Regions from separate parts of the Capsicum annuum genome. Here region 1 is linked to region 2. Evidence: chromatin contacts called from public Hi-C data. All regions are on one chromosome and are shown on one strand. Each heading gives the region's core, a stretch centred on a gene start, on an enhancer-like site or on the middle of the called end of the contact. The rest is flanking DNA. Distances are from core to core; before and after follow the strand shown.

The links. Hi-C and Micro-C count contacts between places; a contact is called where the count stands out from the background.
Region 1: a contact with region 2 is called in a Hi-C map of leaf, with 2.1 times the contacts expected there. The contact joins two enhancer-like sites. A contact is called at or near these places in 4 of 5 Hi-C or Micro-C datasets (bud, leaf and placenta).

What each region holds. Positions count from the first base shown.
Region 1 is chr12:86,682,416-86,688,605 of UCD10Xv1.1, forward strand. It overlaps LOC107850972 (BTB/POZ domain-containing protein POB1), which reads right to left. Exons shown (of 6, transcript XM_016695835.2): 6 at 4,989-6,122. The coding sequence ends at 5,300. Among protein-coding and RNA genes, the nearest start is that of LOC107850972, 7.0 kb to the right of the region's middle. Within about 2 kb of position 4,691, at least 2 of the 5 cell types and tissues checked have an H3K27ac peak or open chromatin away from gene starts, as enhancers often do. A contact at or near this core is called in leaf, where this site is marked.
Region 2 is chr12:86,646,731-86,652,290 of UCD10Xv1.1, forward strand. LOC107850704 (6-phosphogluconate dehydrogenase, decarboxylating 3, chloroplastic) reads left to right here. Exons shown (of 2, transcript XM_047401878.1): 2 at 897-1,308. Among protein-coding and RNA genes, the nearest start is that of LOC107850704, 5.2 kb to the left of the region's middle. Within about 2 kb of position 2,216, at least 2 of the 5 cell types and tissues checked have an H3K27ac peak or open chromatin away from gene starts, as enhancers often do. A contact at or near this core is called in leaf, where this site is marked.

The DNA of each region.
Region 1 (6,190 bases), core at 3,441-5,940, 38 kb after region 2:
AAAGTATAACGAAGGATAAATTTAGCTAATTAATGAAAGTAGAGGAGTAAATTTGACCCTTTTTTCTATTTATGCTAACATTATTTCTTATACACTATTTGATGTGCTGTATTAGAATTTGTTTTTTCAATCTTGATATATTTAAACAAATGTTTTTAAAAAAAGAACTGCATATACATTCTAAGATTCATCCGGGATTTAGTAGGGGTTCAATATATGTTATTTTTTATCTTAATTTATATGACACAAATAGAATTTAGATAATCAATCATACTTTTAATATGTATTTAGATAATTTAATCTGTTAGCTATTGTAATTTATAATATTTTTTGGTAATTTTTAAATAATATACATTACTTTTTTTGTGCAAACAATAGTCAATTATATTTTAAAAATAATTTAAATTTTTAATTATTATAATTTATAATACTTTTCTTCTATTCCAATTTAAGTGACACTAATATAATTTCGAGAGTCAACCAAATATTTTATCTTTTTAAAAATTTTTAAGCTGTTAATTATTCTGATTTATAGTTTTATGTTTTTTTTTTTTAAAATATATAACAGATTAAATTATTTTTAGATATTTTAAGTTGTTAACTATTGTAATTTATAATACTTTTTATGTAATTTTTGAATAATATATGTTACTCTTCTTGTCCAAAGTTTCGTGTCGTCGATAGCCAATTATATTTTTTAAATAATTTAAATTTTTAATTGTGGTGATTTATAATATTTTCTTATTTCAATTTAAGTGGCACAATGCTTAGATGGCCATGATAATTAATTAGGGTGATATAGTAAAATCACGATTAAAACAGCGAAACATAACTATTTTAAATGACTTACAACAACTAATTAGAAGTGACATAGCAAAATTACTATAAGAATACTCATGAAAAAAATTTAAGTGGACTTCATATAAGACGTCAAATTAATTTAAAACATCAAGAGTTAATTTATCATTTTTATATCTTTTTTATTAAATATTATTTTTTAATATTTAAATGACTTATAATTATTAATTAGGGGTGATATTTAGTAAAACTATGGTTGAAGCAGCTGAAGCAGACATGTTATAAATGTCTATTTTACTTTTTTAATTAAATATTATTAATTTTTAATACATAAATGGCTATAATAATTAATTAGGGGCGATTTAATAAAATTACGATTGAAGCAACTGAAGCAGACATGTCCTAAATATTTATTTTATTTTATTAATTAAATATTATTAATTTTTCAATATATAAATGACTTATAATAATTAATCAAGGGTGATATAGTAAAATCACGAATTGAATATTATTTATTTTTAACATATAAATGACTTATAATAATTAGTTAGGGGTGATATAGTGAAATGACAATTGAAGCAGACGTGTTATAAATATTTATTTTATTTTTAATTATATATTATTAATTTTTAATATATAAATAATTTATAATAATTAATTTGGGGTGATATAGTAAAATCACGGAGCAAGCATTCCGCTGAAGCAGACATGTCGAAATCAGTGCAGGAGTGATATAGTAAAATCACGAATCGAATATTATTAATTTTTTAATATATAAATGACTTATAATAATTAATCGGGGGGTGATATAGTAAAATTTCAATTGAAGCAGACATGTTATAAAAATTTATTTTATTTTAATTAAACATTATTTATTTTTAATATATAAATAATTTATAATAATTAATTAGGGGTGATATAGTAAAATCACAGAGCAAACAACCTGCTGAAGTAGGCATGTCGAAACCAGTGCTTCTATATAATAGAAATACTCATATACATTTACAGACATACTATATAAACACACACATACACACACACACATATATATATATATATATATATTACTTATACAAAATGTTGGATTTGTAATTATCAAAAAAAAAATTCATACGCATTTTCAGATAACGCGAACTGAATGAGCAGACACACAATATACATTAATTAAAACGTAAAACAATAATATGTATAACAAGTATATTAAAAGATTTAATTATACAGTTTAATTATACAACTATGTTAGATATGTATTTATAAAACAAAAATACAAAATATACATATTTATATATAAAGTAATTTGGAGGATCGAAATAATATACATCAATCTATATGAAAAACAAACAATATACATTTCGACATCAACAACTACTCACATTTTTGTATCTCAAAATATCCAGTGTTTTCATATTTCAAAAACATATATGAATACAGATACATATAGCGGTATCTTATTCTGCATATTCTTAGCAGGTACACATATACAAGTATACTTATCCGATTGCATTTGACTTTATCATATTGAACTGAAATCTATTTCTGATTGCATACTCGGTCATCACCGATTTTAAAGTAGCTTTGTTCTTATACACATGTCATACAAACACTTTGTTATGCTTTGGGTCATATATAATTGTCTGAACTTGATCATCTATATCCATAACCTCCATCGGTTTAATAGGATTTACATCAATGATAGAATGTGTATCATCAACATCCATTTCATTATCATCCAGCCTCAGTCCGACCTCAAAATTCTCGTCTTCAAACTTCGACTTTAACTTAACATTTTCAATGTTTTATCAAACACACCAACGCATAATGGGTAGTTTTTAAAGTCCTTTTTTTCTCTCCTTAACATTACACAGTCATCCACATGTCATTGTGTATTTTCATTCTTTTACTGTTAAAGTCAACTTTATACTCAATTTTTAATATTTCGACCCCCAAGTTTATAGAAAGTTGGTTAGCAATCAATTCAAGTAATTTATCGTACTTTTTAATTTCTTCCATTGCAATTGAGTCCAATTGATAATCTACATATTTATTCTCATCGTTCCATACACCTGAATGCTTCATGACAATGGATAATTGCATATGCTCCATAATCTGTTATAAATCATACTTAATCAATACACACATATGCAACACTAATTAACTTTATAGAATAATTCAAACACTATCAATTTGTGAAAAAAACATAAATTGATTTTAACGTATATACTGTAATCAAACTTACGCAAATCCTATTAATCCAAACAAATTAGCATTGATATTCGTTCATTTCCATCATACCATATATTCAAAAATCGAGAAGGCCACCTTTTTTAATAGAATTGAATAAGAAAGAATTTATCTGTTAAAGATTCTCCTCCTCTTCTCAATTACTCAGAAATACAATTTTTATCTTTTTATCTGATATCATATCGATTAAATGAGCTTTAATGCTCTGTTATGAAAAAAAAATTATGTGGGAAAGTTGGGATAACTTATGGATGTTGAATGAAATCTATTTTCTTTTTTATCGTTGTTTTCAGTTGGAACGGTTTTCATTTTTTTTTGTATAAATCATATTTAAGCACAAATAACCATTAACTAATGTCTATAAATTGCAAATGCATAATACGTTACTATGCCCTCAAATTGCATCTATGACTTTTACATTTGGGTGTACACAAGTAGACACTTAAACTTGTATAAAGTTGAACAAGTTGACGCGCATGTTCTACGTGGCATAATACACATAGGACGTCATGTAGGACAAGAATTGGCCACATAAGACATATGTGTACTTGTTCGGCTTTATACAAGTTTAAATGCCTACTTGTGCACATCCAGAGTTGAAGATCATAGATGTGATCTGATACCAAGTTAAAGAGCATATTTATGTATTGTGCCAATTGCAAATATTAAAACTTTGACTAGAAAATTAGTTATAAGAATTCTAAGGTGTATTTGAAGTTTTGCCTTTAAAAAATAAGTTGGCCGGTGAAAATCCGTTGCCCACAAATAATGGGTTGGGTTGATTGTTTTTGGGCCCATTATCTTTATGGACCAAGCTATCAAAATTTCAAAGCCATATGGACTGAGCCATTTTGTATTGACGGCTCTAAATAATATGGAATGACTTTCCCATGCAGAAAATGAACAACCGTGATTCCTATCAATTATTATAACACTAGTAAATAAAGAAAATTCTCAGAGATTTATGCAGCTCAAAGTGACTGGCAATATAAAAGTCAGTACAATGTCAACAGAGAAAATTAAGTGTGGGGTAATAAATAAATTTTAAAATTAAAATTAGTGATAACTTTAACCAACTCAAGTCGAATTCTTTTTAATTAGTGAAAGTAAATTAGGATGTAAAATGTAAAGTTTTTAAACTATTTAAACTTTTCAAAAGTCCTCCAACTCCAAATTTCAAATTTTAGAATTTCCCCCTGTTGTTATCTTTTCATCTTTCTTTTTTTTTTTTCCTTTCTCTCTCTCCAAATTTTTTTCTCCCCATCTTCTTGTTCTTATTTTTCTCTCTCTCTAAATTATTCTCTTCTTCTATCTTCTCTGTTTTTTTTTCTTTCTCTTTTCATTTCATTCTTTTTTCGATCTTCATGGACTATTTTATAAAAAAATGAGAAGTTTGAAAAGAAAAATTTTCATTTCTTTTAAAAGTGAATGAAGAAATAATTCAGCAACTACCATAGTTGCTACAACAGTTACGATAATTGCTGCAACAGCTACTATTAGTTGTTGTGTGCTCCAGCAACTATCGAAGTTGCTGCAGCAACTTCGCTACTTAATTTCTGAAAAAAGACATGGATGGAGAAGGAACCCACAAAAAAGTGATATTTATGATAAAAAGAGAAGTGATGGTGTTGATGGTGACGCCGAACAAAAAAGATGACATTTGTTGCAGCGTTGATAGCGACAATGGAGGAGAAAGAAGAAAAATAGACGATAATAATGTAAAGGGAAAAAATAATGGTGAATCTGGAAGAGATAGACAATAGTAGTTATAGTGATAGTGGAGGAAGAGGAGGTGGCGGCAGCAAAAAAAAATGTGGAAGAGGAATGGAAGTGATGGTATAAGAATTTTTGTGTAAATATGTAGAGAACTTTGTGTAAATAATAAAACTTGAGGGTTTTAAATTTAGTGTCATTAATACTAATATTAAAATTGTCACATTTACTCAATATTTAAAACTTGTGTCACTCTTTTTTAGTTTTGAAACTTTTTTGTCACCCTCAATTAATTTGCCCATGTCAACAGATAAGAAGTTTTCTGAGCAAGTCAGTTTCAGTTAACATACAGCAGTGCATTTACATCAGCAGGGTACGCAGAGCAATTTCTACATAGGCACTTGACTCTAACCTGTATATACAATTTAAAACTTTTTAACAGACCTTGGCTGAATATCTTACGGTTAGCATTCTTCCACATCTCAAAGCCCTCCTGACATCTAAAAAGGTCCAGTATGGCTGTAAGCAAAGGCTTTCTGCATTGTACCTAAAGCACTAATTGTCGGATAGTCAGCTCAGCTCGAAGATGGAGAATTCCATTGATGAAGTATAAACTATCTTCAGCAGTAAAAGCAGTCCAAGGTATGCCAAACAAATTCCTGTATCCAACAGCCTTGCCACCCGTGAATGTGTAATTCCCCTTGTATTTGCTCACATATTCCTCAGTTGGCTTTGTCCGAGCTGCAAACTCATAATCCACTGCAAATGACACTGCCCCCTTCTCTTGCATGCCTAGAAACAACCCGAAGCAATGGAACGCACTCTGTTGATCCATGTTACAATGAGCTGATAGGAAAAAACCCTGTCCACCCAAATGGAAAGCCTGCGAGTAAACTCTACCAGAAGGAAAGAGATTATTGCATTCGTCCCGTTTTAAATCTAGGTAAACAATACATTGCTGACGAGGCAGTTCAAACTCAACAACTTTAACTGGTCTATACTTGTAAGCACGCTCCACAAAACGATGGTGTGATGCATTGCCCTCCTCAGCAGCAAGAGAACGCTGACGGTATGGTGCTTCAGCTTTGAAAAATAAAGCCTCCAGGACATCCTTGGAAGCTAGTTCAGGATCAAAATCATTACAAGTTAGAACTTTCTTCAGCTTCCTGCATGTCATGTATGGAAAACGAATGAGGCGACAAAGATTTGAGCTAAATATTTCACGCCGTTGCTCCAAGTTTGGGTAATGGATACGAGCCCACTTTAACACAAAGTCATAGACAGCATCCTCTGAAGCAACCAGAAGATTGTCATTGGAGAGAACAGCCTCAATCCCTGCAAGAGGCAAGTTCAACACCTCTTCTTGGAACCTGGCAAGGAATTTAGGATAAAAGTTCAGATGACAAACCATAAAAAAACCATATATAAGGAGTGAACA
Region 2 (5,560 bases), core at 966-3,465:
TACGTTTTTCATTAGTGCCTTAATTTTCTTCAATGAGGCATGTCAAACCATCTGAATTTTAGAGATCGTATATGTCTTCTAGATTTATATCTTCAATCTGTTGTTTTTTTTTGGTTTTCTTAATGAGTTTGTTTTTGAGCCGAGGGCCTATCAGAAACAACCTCTTTACCTTCTCAAGGTAGGGGTAGGGTCTGCTTACGCACTACTCTTCCCAAACCCCACCTATAGATCCCCCCCTATGGATTACACTGGGTCTGTTGTTGTTACTTGTTAGTGAGTCTCTTCTTCCCTCACCCCTTTTCTCTGTTTTTATTTCTACTTATAAAAGAAATACAGTAATTTCTTTGATACTTGCTTTTGTGCTATTTTAGTTTTACCATTTCTCAACAATGTTTCTGAACTGTCACTTGCAGAGTTTCTTTCTTTTCTTTGATTTCTGCATTTTACTTGACACTAACGATTACATCTTGTCAAATTTGTGCAAATGACGTGATTCCTGCCTGACCTATGCATATCATGTCCGACCAAACCTCAAAGCTCTGCAAGGTTTTTATACTATTTAAGTAAAATTTTTGTTAAGATATTTAAGGTTATTCTTTGACATTTTCAGAGATGACTGCTGCTTTGCATTTGGTTTATAAATGCTTTAAGATTCTTGAGATCATTTTCGATAACTTTAGTTTTGCTTAACTGGAGGCCAAGCCAATTGAAATCCTTAAAATTCTCTGGTGTTTGTTTTATGAGTAACAATGATATGTTCGTAGTTCCTATTTGCTTTTTGAGATGGTTTTTAAGTATTTCCAATAAATCGAAATAGGTCTTTCACCACAAGAAATTGATATTAAAATCAAACTTATTGTGCTTAATTTTTCCTTTCCGCCTAAGTGGTTGTGCAGTTACCTAGTGCACGTCAATCAATTCTGGAGTAAAGGATGTCGTACATTTCTCAGCCTCGCGTGCTTATGTTATTGGCATGAAAGCTCTTCTGCAATCGGTTTCATCAACATTACGCTTGTTGAGGGTTCACTTATGAATGGGACATTTAGAATAAGTGCCTTCTTTACCTTGGATGCGTAAGTTTTATTCCTTGTAGAGGTTTGTTGTATAGACTTTTCATGTCTTATTTCCTCCTCGACAATGAAAATTGCGAACTTTGAAGTACCCTTGTGAATTTCTGAATGTGATTGTTCCTCCATTGGCAGTTCACCCTCGAAAATTGGAATCTTACGCAGATATGTTAAAAACTTATTTCAGGAATTTATTTGTTCTAGTGTAAAATCAGATATTCTGGAAGAGCTTCAGTTCCTTTGCTGCTGTCTAGACTGTTGTTCCTCCTCTTTGCTTGTCTGTGTATCTTCTAGATCTTCAACTTCACGATTCTTATCGACTCATTCGTGAAGCATCTTGCCTTTGACTTCAGTGGTAGAGCATGGTTTTGAGAACACTGGCTTAGGATTTGTGGCTAATAGAGCTTAATATTTCATGCAGTTACTATTTGATGTTCTGTCCGTTCATATTAGTAGTCGTAGTATTGCGCCTGAGTTTCTTGTTCTTCAATTTCTGTTACTATCTGTTGTTACTTGTATCTCGATTATCGTATTGTTTTGTTGTAGTTTCTATTTTGTTACTATATGTTGTTTCTTGTACTTCCGTTATTTTTTTTTGGGACTGTGTTTCCTTGAGCCGAGGGTCTATCGGAAACAACCTCTCTGCCTCTAAATCTCTTAAGTCTGCATATACTCTCTGCCCTCCTTAAACCCCACTTTGTGGGACTACACTGGGAATATGTTTTGGTTTTCTATATTTGTTCCGATCCTTATTCTTATTTTTCTTTTGCTTCCTGGCTGTTTGATTATTTTCCGTGACTACTTGCTGATAAGGAGGGTCATCGGCTTATTACCACGTTCAGGTTTTCATTTTTCATGATCTAGGAATATTGTGGTGTCTATGTGAAACCATTGCACCTAGGCTTGGCTCGTCGCCTGTCTTGTTTTCTTTTTTTCCTTCCCACTTTGATCTTCTGTTTGTTATGGTTGCAGAAGATGAGATTCCTAGATTAAGATTCTACTAAACTAGTTCATCTCCCGTTAACTTACTGGAGAACTGCTTGTGGTATTTTCATTTTTGTAGTAAGAACGTCACATCATATCTACTGGGTCCCATGGTTCTATACACTCGTACTATCTCGTAACCTTGTTGTTGGGGCGGAGGAAGAATGCTGGCTATGGGTTCAGATTCAAACGAATGTGTACAAATTACTAAATTATAACCCAATAACTAATCTAAAACTTATAAGCTTCAAATTCCGAATCCGGCTGTGCTTGTTGGCACTGGTAATTCTGCTAAATTGTCAATTGATCAAGTCCGGTCCTTTTCTTGTTCTAATTTTCGTGCAACATTCTTTTTTGCTTCATTCTATGTTGATAAGCTTACATTTGCCTCCAATGTTTGTTAAAAATCTTTGATCCTGTTGGAGATTTGTTGGTACCTAGGTTAAGAAAAAGTGTAGGTTGGTTGTAGAACCTAAATAATTGAATGCCGGAACAAAATGGAGTAATGATTATTCATATAGTCGACTCTAATTAACTTGAGTTTGAGGCGTAGCCGTTTATGTTTTACCTCAATTTTGTTTGATCTTTTGCGGTCTTGGCGCTCTCTTTCAGAAGGAATTGAAACACTTTCTAAATGATACATGAATGGTTAACCATGTATTACTGTGTTCACGTTTACTTGTCATGTTTCGAGAGTCAATTTGACTAATTTTTTTTTTTTTTTTGTATAAATAACATAAATTGGCTAAAACTTGACGAGTAAAATTGAATGGAGAAAAAGTGGTATTTAATACAAGCTTGCTATATATTATAACTATGACTGTTCAAACTAGTCCTATGCGGCAAGAGAACACTTCCATTTTGAGATTACATGTCTATTACATTTCAACTTTACTTCAAATACAAACTAAGCACCTCAGTGTCACATGTTGATGTGGCATATAATTTTGGAGGTGTTTAGGTGATGTTTTTGTTTCTTGATTCCACATATGGTTACCGTATCAAGTGTTTAGCGTGGGAGCTAAACTAGATGTGGTGAAGAATATGTTAGTCACGTTAATCGACCTGAAAGGATTGATCATGCTAGGAGGGAAGTTTCATCCTACATAGTCTTCCCTGTCATGACTACTCGCTAATTTTAACATTAAATGATCTTTTTTCATCTATTTTAGCTTTGTTATTGGTGGGAGATGGCCGGTATTCTGTGAAATTAATTGAGGTGTGCATAAACTGCCTTAAATACCACATATATTAAAAAAAAATTAAAGCTAGTTTTCCCAAACGTCATTCACTTTGGTTTTCTAGTCGATATGATAAAAAGGCTACAAAACCTATTGGCCCATCAAAATAGATTAGGTGAGATGATTCAACCTGTCTAACCATGTTTAGATAAAACTTTTTTTTGGGGGGTCAAGTAAGTTGAGTAGCATGACCCAATTAGCCTAATTCATTATCTCTTTCGAAAAACTTAATGTTACTACTAAGTTGCCGTTTTTACGTTTCTTTCTATTCATTGCTTCATTATTTAGTTTCTTTCTTTTAGCTAAACAATTTAAAATCAAAATTCCCTAAAGTAGAGCGCTAGAATCAAACAACCAGGGTTGCTTTTTCAGTTCATCTAAACCTACAGTTTGGCAGTATTTTGGGTTTAACTGACTTTTTTTTTTTTAGGTAATAAACTTATGTTTAGTAGGTTAGTTATGGATGATTTCAAGAGAGGTAAAAATAGGCCAAATAAATATTAGAGAGAGTTGATTAGTCACGACATGGCACAGTTTGTACTTATCAAGGGAGGACAAAAATTGGGATAGTAGGTAGTTGAGAATTGAGTATTGTCCTTTCATGCTAGCAGCAGTAGTAGTATTCTTTAGTTTCTTGTCATTTTATTTGTGTTATTATATGTTGTTTTTGTAATTTGATTATCATATTATTTGATAGTAGTTATTGTTCTTTTTTTTTTTTAAAAAAAGAAAAACTTTTATCCTGCTCTATAGTAATATTATGTCATGACTTCTCCGCTTCTGCTATTTGTTATCATATTTTTTTGGACTGCTCTATTGTGCTTTTCTTGGGCCGAGAGTATATCGAGAATCACCTCCCGAGGTAGAAGTAAGATTTGCATACGCTCTACCTATTGAGACATCCTTATCGGATGAAGTTGGATAACAATACAACTCTAAAGGATATCTATTATAATTGTATTTGTATGTGTGTAGAATACCTAAGCAGAACGATGTTTCTCATGGAACTAGTGTTCCTATATAAGATGTATACTGTTGCCATACTCATAAAACAAAAGTTGATATTGTTATTGAGTGAGAGAGATCTTAATTTACAAAATATCGTGTGTTTTCTAATATGGTATCAGAAGCCATTATGACCACTTCTTCTTCTTCCACCGATTCTTCTTCTGTCAACTTTTTCTCTCCCTCTACTCCCTCCCCTCTTAGCCATGCTCACCACTTTATTTCCATCAAATTAATTTCTACCAATTATTTATTTTGGAAAACTCAATTTTCACCCTTTCTCCATGGTCAAAATTTATTGGGATATGTTAATGGTTCTTTTTCGTGTCCGCCATCCCATATTATCGTAGAAGGACAATCTACCCCAAAATAGATTCCCGCATGCACAATGGATACAACAGGATCAACTCGTATTGAGTTTACTTGTATCTTCTCTTTTTGAAGAGACCTTGCCAATTGTTTTTGGTCTCATTACCTCCAAACAAGTGTGGGATGCTCTAGAAAGGGCCCTTTCTTCACCCTCCAATACTCGGATTCTCAATCTCCATATGTACCTTTAAAACCTCAAGCAAAATGATCTTCCTGTCACCCAATATCTTCAAAAGGCTAAACTTATTTCTGATGAGTTAACTGCTGCCGGTAGACCTCTCTCCCTTGCAGATCTTACTATCTATATTTTTAAAGGTCTTCGCTCCGACTTTAAGGATCTTGTCACCACTCTTTCTGCAAGGCGTGAACCCGTGACATTTTTCGAACTTCATAGTTTGCTACTAAATCATGAGTTCATACATGGACACACCTTATCTTCCCTCGCTATATCACCCTTGCGACACACCAATCAACCTACCGCTCATTTCACTCAACGATCCAATACTAATGATCATTCTCATAATAATACCTTTAATTCTCATGGTCGCGGAAGAAACTCTAGAGAAGAGGTGGAAGAGGTGGTCGTTTCTCATCCTCTCGAAATACTTCGAATGGGTAACCCTTGCAGAACTATTTTACCACCAAGCTTCACTTCCAAATATGCAATGGAAACAACCACTTAGCCGACAAATGCTTTCAACGTTACAGTCACACGATTAATCCTTCTGCATATCTCTCTCATCAATTACCAATTCCATTGACTCAATCTTGGTTCCCGAACCCTGGAGTAATACACCATGTTACACTAGATCTCTCCGTCATTCATCAAGTAGAACCATACAAAGGGGTAGATCAATTACAGGTTGGAAATGGTACTGGTTTACCTATCCACAC